Regions from separate parts of the Mus musculus genome. Here region 1 is linked to region 2. Evidence: chromatin contacts called from public promoter capture Hi-C data. All regions are on one chromosome and are shown on one strand. The core of a region is the stretch at or near the end of the contact, and the rest is flanking DNA. Distances in the headings are between cores, read along the strand shown. Region 1 holds the start of Cacnb2 (calcium channel, voltage-dependent, beta 2 subunit). Region 2 holds the start of Vim (vimentin).

Region 1 (4,517 bases), core at 229-2,728, 1.0 Mb after region 2:
GCTCCTGTCAGAGGTCACCCCCTCCCCCAGGTAAAAAAAGGAAGCTAATACTTAGGTCTTAGTTAACATTAGTAACATGTAATCCAAATGGCAATAAGACTGAAGATTTGGAAAACCAACGGCACTTTGTATATGCTTAAATCTTTAAACATACCGAGATCTGTTTTTTTTTTTTTCCTTCCTTTAAAAACAAAAACAAAAAAATTCTGGCTCAATCCAGTGTATGGTAGACATCTGCTTAATGAAAACAGCTCAGTTTAAGAAGAACACGGTACTGTATTTCATCATCATAGTCAAACACAGTATACAAAGTTTACCTTAGTAAAAGGTCTCTGTGTGTATTTCAGCTTGCACAACTGTTATACTTTGTTTCTGCTCGGTGAGTGCTACCTAGAAAATTTGTATGTAGATTTTTTTTTCAGTGCAAGAAAGGTTGTCAAAGCAAAGCAGCGTCTTATGAGCAATACTAGAACGGAAAATAATTCCTTCTCCTCCTCCTCCTCCTCCTCCTCCTCCTCCTCCTCCTCCTCCTCCTCTCCCTCCTCTTCCTCCTCCCCACTCCTTCTTCTCCTTCTCATCGTCCCCCTCCTCCCCGTGCCCCTCTTCCCCTCCCCTCCTTTTAGTTTCTTTGTTTTTAATTGAAAGCTCACACAATGTACTCTGATCATGGTTCCCCTCCTCCATCTCCTCCCTACCTCTCCACCCATCCAACTACAAGCGAACCATTATTCCGGTTTTACCCTCTTACCAAGAATTTCGGGGTCCTTAAAAACCTGCTTATTTTTGTCTCAACGGTTACACTAAGACTTCTCAACTGCGGGGAGGGGGTGCGCTGGGGGCGGGAACGATATAGTCTGCTAGCAAAGACAAGCTCCTAGCAAAGACAACAAAAACAAAACAGGCCATCACAAACCAAAAAGCTAGGGCACAGGTGTAGTAGAACCAATTGTCAGGTCAGGACCATGTGGGAGGAAGTCTTAGTTCATCACTGGCACTTGTTTTCTGACTCCTCGAGTGCTTTCACTCATGCTTTTGCAGAAGTTCGGGGTCTGTCTGTAGCCTTTTTCGAATCATGGAGAGTTTCAGTTTAGGGTCTAACCCTGTGGATCTTTTTCCTCCTCTGGACTCCAGGAAGAGGAGGTGAACTGAGCAGCTGGGCCAGTTACCTCCCTAGGGAGCTGCGACTGGCTGGCTTTCGTGGCTTCGAAAACTTTCCAGCGCGAGTGCCACGGCGACGGGCCGCAGCTGAGTCGGAGCCCACGCGGCCCGCGCCTCCCGCGAAGAACTTTTCGGAGTGGCGGTGGTTTGTCACTCTCGCTTTCCGACGCGCCTCCCCCCTGGCTCGTGCTCCCGGAGCGCCCTCCTCCTGGCGGGGACCTTCCCTGGAGCCAGCCCGCCCAGCAGTCCCAGCCTCCGCCGCTCGCGGGCCCAGAAGCTCCAAAGAACTGGCGCCCCTCGCCCCGGCCACCCAGCCTCGTGCCTGCGCCACCGCCTAGTCTAGGCTTTGCAACATGCTTCAGCGGCGTCGCGCGCACTGAGAGCCTCCGATCCTGGGGCGAAGAGGAGCGGGGGACCCGGGTCGTGGAGGAGGGGACCCGCAGCCTTGGAGTCGACTTTTTGCCGATGGTCCAAAGCGACACGTCCAAGTCGCCTCCCGTAGCGGCGGTGGCGCAGGAGAGCCAGATGGAGCTGCTGGAGAGCGCGGCTCCCGCGGGGGCGCTCGGAGCACAGGTAGCCACTGCGCCGCGCCTTCTGCTGGCTTTGTGAGCCTCAGAGCCCCGACCTCAGTCCCTCCCGCTGCCTCCTCTCCCTCATCGCGAACCGCGCCTCCCCCTCCTGCTCCGGTCTCCTTCGCCACCTCCTCCCGCCCATCCCGGTGCTGCTGGGGGACCCTGCCCCTGCGCGCCTTCCACGGGCTCTGCTCCGGCTTCCATTTTTTTGTTTGTTTGTTTGGTTGGGTTTTTTTGTTTTGTTTTCTTTTGATTTTGCCCCCTTTGCTTTCTGAAAAGCCAGTGGGAAGGGGCGAGGACGACCTGCCGCTCCTCCCCGGCTTTTCCCGGGCCACGCCGCTTGGCTGTCCGCGCCCCTGCCCTGGAGAAGCACATGGAGAGCCATGGACCAGGCGAGTGGACTGGACCGGCTCAAGATCGTGAGTCCGGGCGGGCGGGAAAGGGATCCGCATCCTGCATCGCTGTTTCCGCCGCTGCCTCTGGTGGTCTCTATTGGGAGCTAGGCAGGGAGGTGAGGTGTTATGCAGGGGTCAAGGTGGGCGTGGATCCCCTTGCCTTCTCCCCGGAGAGCAGCCCCAACCCCCCTCAGCACCTGGGGCGCTGTGCCACCCAGACAGTTCAGCTAGCTGTCCTCTTTCCAGGGTTTGCCTGGACCCTTGTTTCTTTGCTGGAAGAAGAGAGCAGAGTGTTGTGGGTGAGAAAGTTTTTGTTTCTGTTTACCCCGAAATGGCATGCCATTCTAGCGGCTCCTGGGTTCCTTTCTCTGATGAGTATTAGCGGTTTCTGGAAAAATTCTGTCCTGCTGCTCATTGTGAAATAGGAGATGTCGGTTGTAGGCGTGGAGTGTGATAAGGTGGCTTTTACGTAAAGCCTTGGCAGGTACAGTTGGGATTCCAGACACCCCCAGATCTGGGCGGAAAGGAGTTCCTCAACTTTTATTCTTGGGGTAAAGCCTTCAAACCTGACACTTGAACTACTTGGAGAGTGCTGGGAAGAGGTTAGGGTGAATCCAGGAAGAATATTTCTCCTCTGCTTAATGGCTTTGGCTTGCTCATGTCAAGTCCATATTTGCCAGATGGTAAATTGTGATATTTGTATGAATAATAATACATAACATAAAATACACTGGGACGAGGTCTTACTGTGCAGTAGAGGGGTGGGAGTGAGGCGGTCCGAAAAAGGTCACAAATATGTTGCTGCCGCTCTGGTAGACAGCAACAGACAGCAGCATTTCTGTACTGTGCCGATGGTAACCCCATGTAGTATAATTCAAGCTCTGCTGAGCCCCCCACCCATTGTGTGTGTGTGTGTGTGTGTGTGTGTGTGTGTGCACGTTTGCATGCTGCTACTGATTTACATGTGTGCTAATGTGTGTGCAAGCTGAAAGCTTGTGGGTACCAGTTCAGAGGGTAAGTTGCAGAAGGCCAAGGGATTCTCTTTAGATATGTGGATTTCAGGAACTGAATTCAGATCTTCAGGCTTCCTAGCTAGTGATGTTACCTGCTGAAGCCTTCTTGTCGACTCTTTATTGAACTTTCATTGACCACTGGAAACTGCCAGTTCTAACTTAGAATGCACAATTTACATTGATTAGCAATGGGGGAGAAGTATAGTCTACTTGGGCTTACAAATCAGAAGTCCATTTCTTTTGTGGTGGTAAAACAGGTAGGCTTCAGCCAGCCTGAGTTTGGCTCCCAAGCCCAGTGGAGACCTGTAATTAAGGAGAGCCCTCTCGGCCAGGCCAGGTTCTGCCAGAGGAGCGGAATTTGAACCCAACAGGGCTCACGTTTGTTTTAGGCTCCTGATTTTATCTTGATACTTGCTTGCCAGCTGAGACTAGGGTAAAAGATGCACGGAGAGGCCTCTCAGCTGTGCAGAGATGAAGGGCTTGAATATTGAGGGAAGAAGGAAATGGAAGTCTATCTTCTCCTGGAAGTTTCTTCAGTTGTTTTTTTTTTTTTTTTTTTTTCTGTAAAGTTTTAATTCTCGTGCTAAAAATAAAGTTTTTGAAATCTTGTTATTCAAAGTTAGTACTGATAAGTCAAAAGAAAAAAGTGATTATATGCAGATACGAGTAGTAATTTACCTAATTATTTCTAATTAAATGCGAGACAACAAATACCCCGTGTACAACTGCAATTGGAAATTAATCTAATGTGAACAGGTACAATTTTCACCCTTCAAAGAATTTATATCCCTGTAGTTACATAAGTGACAAACGGGACATTTGTGTGGGTGGGGGTACCCAAGAATCCAAGGAGTTAAAAAGAGTAAAGGCCACAGTCTAGAGTTATCTGCAGTACTTGACAGGGGAGGTGGCATTTAAAAAGTGCTAGATTTCAACAGGAACTTTGAAAGACATAATGGGAGCCACATACCATTATAGGAATTAGAGTCTTCTCTATGGGATGCATTTGTAATCTCTAGAGTTAGCAGAACGCAGGGGAAGGATTAGCTTGGGAATGCATCAGGTTGACATCAGGTTGACAGGCATCAGGTTGACAGGGCAATTTGAGGCCACATCTTGGAGCCTTTGAATAACAGAGATCTGTGGAAAGGGTTCAGAAAAGGAGCCATGTGACAGATCACTGGACAGATCCACAGAGAATGTATGTTCTCTAGGATCGTTTGGAGAGCAGAGGCAGAGTGGGAAGAAGGGGAGGTTAATAGATATACAACAGTTTGGGCAAGGGCTAATAATATCTAAACTCAAAAGAGGGAAAAGGCCACGGCTATGTTAGGCCTATGCATCAGACATTTCAAAGACCAAGACAGGAATTAGCACAT
Region 2 (4,587 bases), core at 29-2,528:
CAAGTCACTAGAATCTTCTCCCCTGCATCGCTGCTCTAAAATCTACAGAAATCTGTTTCTTCAGTTTATCACTTGAGCTACATAACTGCCTTTCTTCCGAACTCATTCACCGAATTGGATTTTTTAGCAAAACCCAATGGTTTCTTGTCCGACTTGCTTATCTTCTAATGCAGTCCACTTTCAGAAAGGCCGAGATCACTGGGCTTGCTTTTGAAATTACCAAAGTAGTTTCCTCTTTCACCCAGAACTTAGGGTGTGGTTTCATGCAGGAAAGAGAGAGAGAGAAAGAAAGAGAGAAAGGGGGAGGGAGGGAAGGAGGGAGGGAGGGAGCTTTTGTCGTCAGGGGTGGGGATGGGGGTAGGGGTGTGTGGATGTGTTTTGTGGCTCTCCCGGGTCTGCAAGAGTTTCTTTCTAAGGAGAACTCTCCACACTTCCCCAACAATCACAAGAACGGTTATTCTCAAAGTTGGTTTAAAACTTCGGACAATGAATGAGCTTAGCGCTCTTGGAGTCTGGAGTCAATCTCAACTAACGGTTTTCCTGAACCGCTAGACGATCTCACCCTCAGGGCTCCATGAGTCATATCCACTGACTCAGCGACCCCACCCCGTCCCCTGGGCTTTACTCCAGAGGCAGTGGCTCCTAATCCTCTCTAGTTGAACTGAGTCCGTTAGATCAGGGGATATGACCACGTCAAACAAGCCCTCTGCAAAGGTCTTGAGCCAGATATCTTGGGCTGTGTGCTTCTCCACCCCCAATCTCGGGCCCTCTTTGTTTCTCTCTCCCCGGCTTCCGATCTGCAGGACTGCTTTTGCAGGCTCTTCCTGCTCCTCCGCTCTCGGATCTCCCCACCCACCCAGTCCCAGAAGACCGCAGATCTGCGACTGCGACCACGCCCCTCCTACCAGCGCGCCTAGTCCCACGCCCCTTTGGCCCAGTGCCAGGGATCGCTTTACTCAACTTTCCAGAGCCCCCCTTCCTTCCCCCATGAATCCTTCCCGCGATCCCTTCTTTCTCAGCACCCAAGGGTGAGTAGAGAGTTCGGGTGATCACCAGGAAAGCCCCTGAAAGGCCTAGCACTTCCAATTAGTAACAGGACTGTGCTTGATACCCTACAGCCCTGGAGGAAGGCTCGAGGGGAGCTCCCTCCCCCACCCCCCTTCCTCACTTCTTTCCGGGTCCCCATTGGCTGGCTCGCTCGGCGGCTAGGATGGCAGTGGGAGGGGACCCTCTTTCCTAACAGTGTTATAAAAGCAGCGCCCTTGGCGTTGTCCAGTCCTCTGCCACTCTTGCTCCGGGACCCCAGAGACCCCAGCGCTCCTACGATTCACAGCCACCGCGCCCTCATTCCCTTGTTGCAGTTTTTCCAGCCGCAGCAAGCCAGCCCACCTTCGAAGCCATGTCTACCAGGTCTGTGTCCTCGTCCTCCTACCGCAGGATGTTCGGTGGCTCCGGCACATCGAGCCGGCCCAGCTCCAACCGGAGCTATGTGACCACGTCCACACGCACCTACAGTCTGGGCAGCGCACTGCGCCCCAGCACTAGCCGCAGCCTCTATTCCTCATCCCCCGGTGGCGCCTATGTGACCCGGTCCTCGGCAGTGCGCCTGCGGAGCAGCGTGCCGGGCGTGCGGCTGCTTCAAGACTCGGTGGACTTCTCGCTGGCCGACGCCATCAACACTGAGTTCAAGAACACCCGCACCAACGAGAAGGTAGAACTGCAGGAGCTGAATGACCGCTTTGCCAACTACATCGACAAGGTGCGCTTCCTCGAGCAGCAGAACAAAATCCTGCTGGCTGAGCTCGAGCAGCTCAAGGGCCAGGGCAAGTCGCGCCTGGGCGACCTGTACGAGGAGGAGATGCGGGAGCTGCGCCGGCAGGTGGATCAGCTCACCAACGACAAGGCCCGTGTCGAGGTGGAGCGGGACAACCTGGCCGAGGACATCATGCGGCTGCGAGAGAAGTAAGGCCTGACCTACGCGAGTGGTGGGGTGTGGGAGGGAGGGGAGTCCTGGGCCTTGCACTGGGGCTGCCACGCCCTTGGGGATGTGGCTGGGGTGGCGGTTGTCTGGAGGATAGCAGAGGAAGCGGGCCCCACCCTGAACCTAAACTTTGCAGTGAACATTTCTCTTTTCGCCTCACTCAAGCACTTCCATTGAACTTTTTAGAAAGTTTCTTAGGTCCTTCTTCTGGGCTTACAGTTACCAGACAGGAGGAAAGAATGGGTGTGAAGGGTTCCAGACAAAGAGATGGCAAAGGCATCTGGGATATTGGGACAGGGGATTGGCTGTAATTGTAAGGGAAGGGCAGTGATTGTCTTTTCCAGTGTGCCCCAACTCCAGCTAACACCTGCAGAGAGCTGCCACCTCGACAAGTTGCAGTAACTACTGTGGGTGGAGGTGTCACAGCAGCTCTGGACTCAAGGCTTGGCGGCATTTGTGGTTGGGTGTGGCCGCCCCGCCCCTGGCGGTTTTCCAGTTCCCCTTTGATTAATGTGCTGCTGCTTCAGATTGCAGGAGGAGATGCTCCAGAGAGAGGAAGCCGAAAGCACCCTGCAGTCATTCAGACAGGTTTGTAGACTTCTTTTTCACATGCAGCCAGCAGCCCAATGGAGCCAACCCGCGAGCGGTTCTAAAAGTTACTTCCCTTAGGTTTTAAAAGGTGCAGAACTTCACGTCTGCTTGTAAAGCCCCCTGGCGGCGGAAAGCGCACAGATTGAAAAACTCCACTATTTAGGGCAGTCTTTGGAACATGAAGGCTTTATTTTCTGCTTCGTTTCCAGATTTTTCTGATCCCCCACACCCCCGAAACATTTCTCCTTTCGTTTTTTGAAACATATCGACATTCGGATATTGAATGGTTACAATTTGATTACATTGTGGATTGTGAAGGTGAAATTGGCTAACTTTCACAAGGTCATAAAAACCACAGTTGCTTCCTCCAGTTGGAAATGTAGAATACTCTGGAGGATGAGAAAGTTTAACTGGAATTAAGCCAAGTTCCCTTTCTTCCTTCGAAGTTCGGCACTGCGTGAAAGTTAGCAGAAGAGTCATTGCACAACCATTTTTGAAATCTAACAAGGGTGAAAAGAAGCCATCTGTTCCCGTAGCTCAAGGGTGTTAAAGGTTTCTATGGGCTTCACTATGGAATGTAGATAGGGACGTTCTGGCAAATGCGGTGGCTCTGGACAGAAAGAATAGGGGCCTTTGTGTTCCCAGAGCAGCTTTGCAACAGGCTACATTCTTATTGAATATGTAATGATGTAACCACAGTTCCAATTGGACACAAGTATTTGCTAACATCCATTATCTTGTGTCTGGGCCAGGCTTGTGAGGTATGCCGTGTACAAAGTTCTTAAAGCTAAAGTCCTCCCTCACATTTGGAAAGGCCCCCTTTTAGGGGGGTTTGTAGACTCATTAGCACCCTCCACAAACAAAATTAAACCCTAAACTGAAGAATGGAGTATTTTATGGAGGGAGGATTTGTTTGTTTGTGTTTGTTCCAGGGTTAGGCATTACCTTAGCATCCCGAAGTGGACAGATGGCCAGTTCAGTCTTGTTTGGAACACTTGTTAGGATCAACAGCCAAACTCTCCAGATGAATGTTCTAAGGTAGCATTCTGAAGGCATTTGCATCCTTAATGGCAGTAGACGAATATGCAGCCCCTTTCAGTCACTGGGCATTTTCAGTCATCACCAAAGGAATGTTTTCTACAAAGCACTGAGTTAATACACACCATCTCTTATTTGTGGACTAAAAATTGTTTCATTCATTCATTTAAATGAAATGACACATTTAGCTGAACTTTTTCGAGAAGGTTAGTCCAATATCATTTATATATTTTTTGATGGCTTAGCAGAAGTCAGAAATGAATGATACTACTATTTAAGTTCTTATATTCTTTTTTAAATTAGTATTTTCTTTGGGACTGATAGAGTAACTCAACATTATAGTTATAAACTATACTGCAAATACAGTTGCTTACAAGGGAAGTTTCCAAACATTTCCTTGAAAGGAAACAACATTTCACATGCAAGATTGAACAGTCTGTCTTAAAATAGATCACTTTATAAAAACTCTGCAGAGAAGTTTAAGTATAGTTTCATTGTAAGTGTTTTGATCTGTCATCCTAAAACAGACAAAGTCATTGAAATAACACTGTGACAGCTGGGACAGGCAGAAATACCCTATAGGCTGAGCCAGGGTGTTTTACACATTAAAAAAATTAGAGAAGGCAAAACAATATAGTTCAGGATTATATTTCTTTTCCTTCTTGCCCGAGGAGCATATCTCTGCAAATGCAAGACCTGGATTTTGAACAATGAATTACTACTTGATACGAGGCTAGCCTGGGAACCTGGATGCCAGATAACTGAGTGCTTATTCTAAATTCCAAAGATAAGCATCTGAAGGTTTGAATACAGGAAACAAAAAAGAGCATGCATATATGTTAACCCTTCTGAGCTCAATTTTAAATGATTTTTAAAAAATATGTAATGTGTTTGTGTCTGTGTGAGTGTATAGGACATTTCTGCAGGCTTGCATGAGGCCAGAAGAGGGCACCTGATGCCCTGGAGTTGGAATCATA

The links. Promoter capture Hi-C pulls out the DNA fragments that hold promoters and counts their contacts.
Region 1: a contact with region 2 is called in a promoter capture Hi-C map of embryonic stem cells, with 4 times the contacts expected there. The contact joins the promoter of Cacnb2 here to the promoter of Vim in region 2. A contact is called at or near these places in 1 of 39 promoter capture datasets (embryonic stem cells), 1 of 484 Hi-C or Micro-C datasets (embryonic stem cells), 3 of 115 datasets of contacts at active chromatin or transcription factors (astrocytes, cardiomyocytes and large pre-B cells) and 1 of 9 other capture datasets (liver).

What each region holds. Positions count from the first base shown.
Region 1 is chr2:14,602,828-14,607,344 of GRCm38.p6, forward strand. Cacnb2 (calcium channel, voltage-dependent, beta 2 subunit) reads left to right here and starts at 1,479. Exons shown (of 14, transcript NM_023116.4): 1 at 1,479-1,731. The coding sequence starts at 1,624. Gm32741 (a long non-coding RNA gene) reads right to left here and starts at 1,758. Exons shown (of 4, transcript XR_374017.4): 1 at 749-1,758; 2 at 318-390.
Region 2 is chr2:13,573,033-13,577,619 of GRCm38.p6, forward strand. Vim (vimentin) reads left to right here and starts at 1,279. Exons shown (of 9, transcript NM_011701.4): 1 at 1,279-1,962; 2 at 2,509-2,569. The coding sequence starts at 1,400.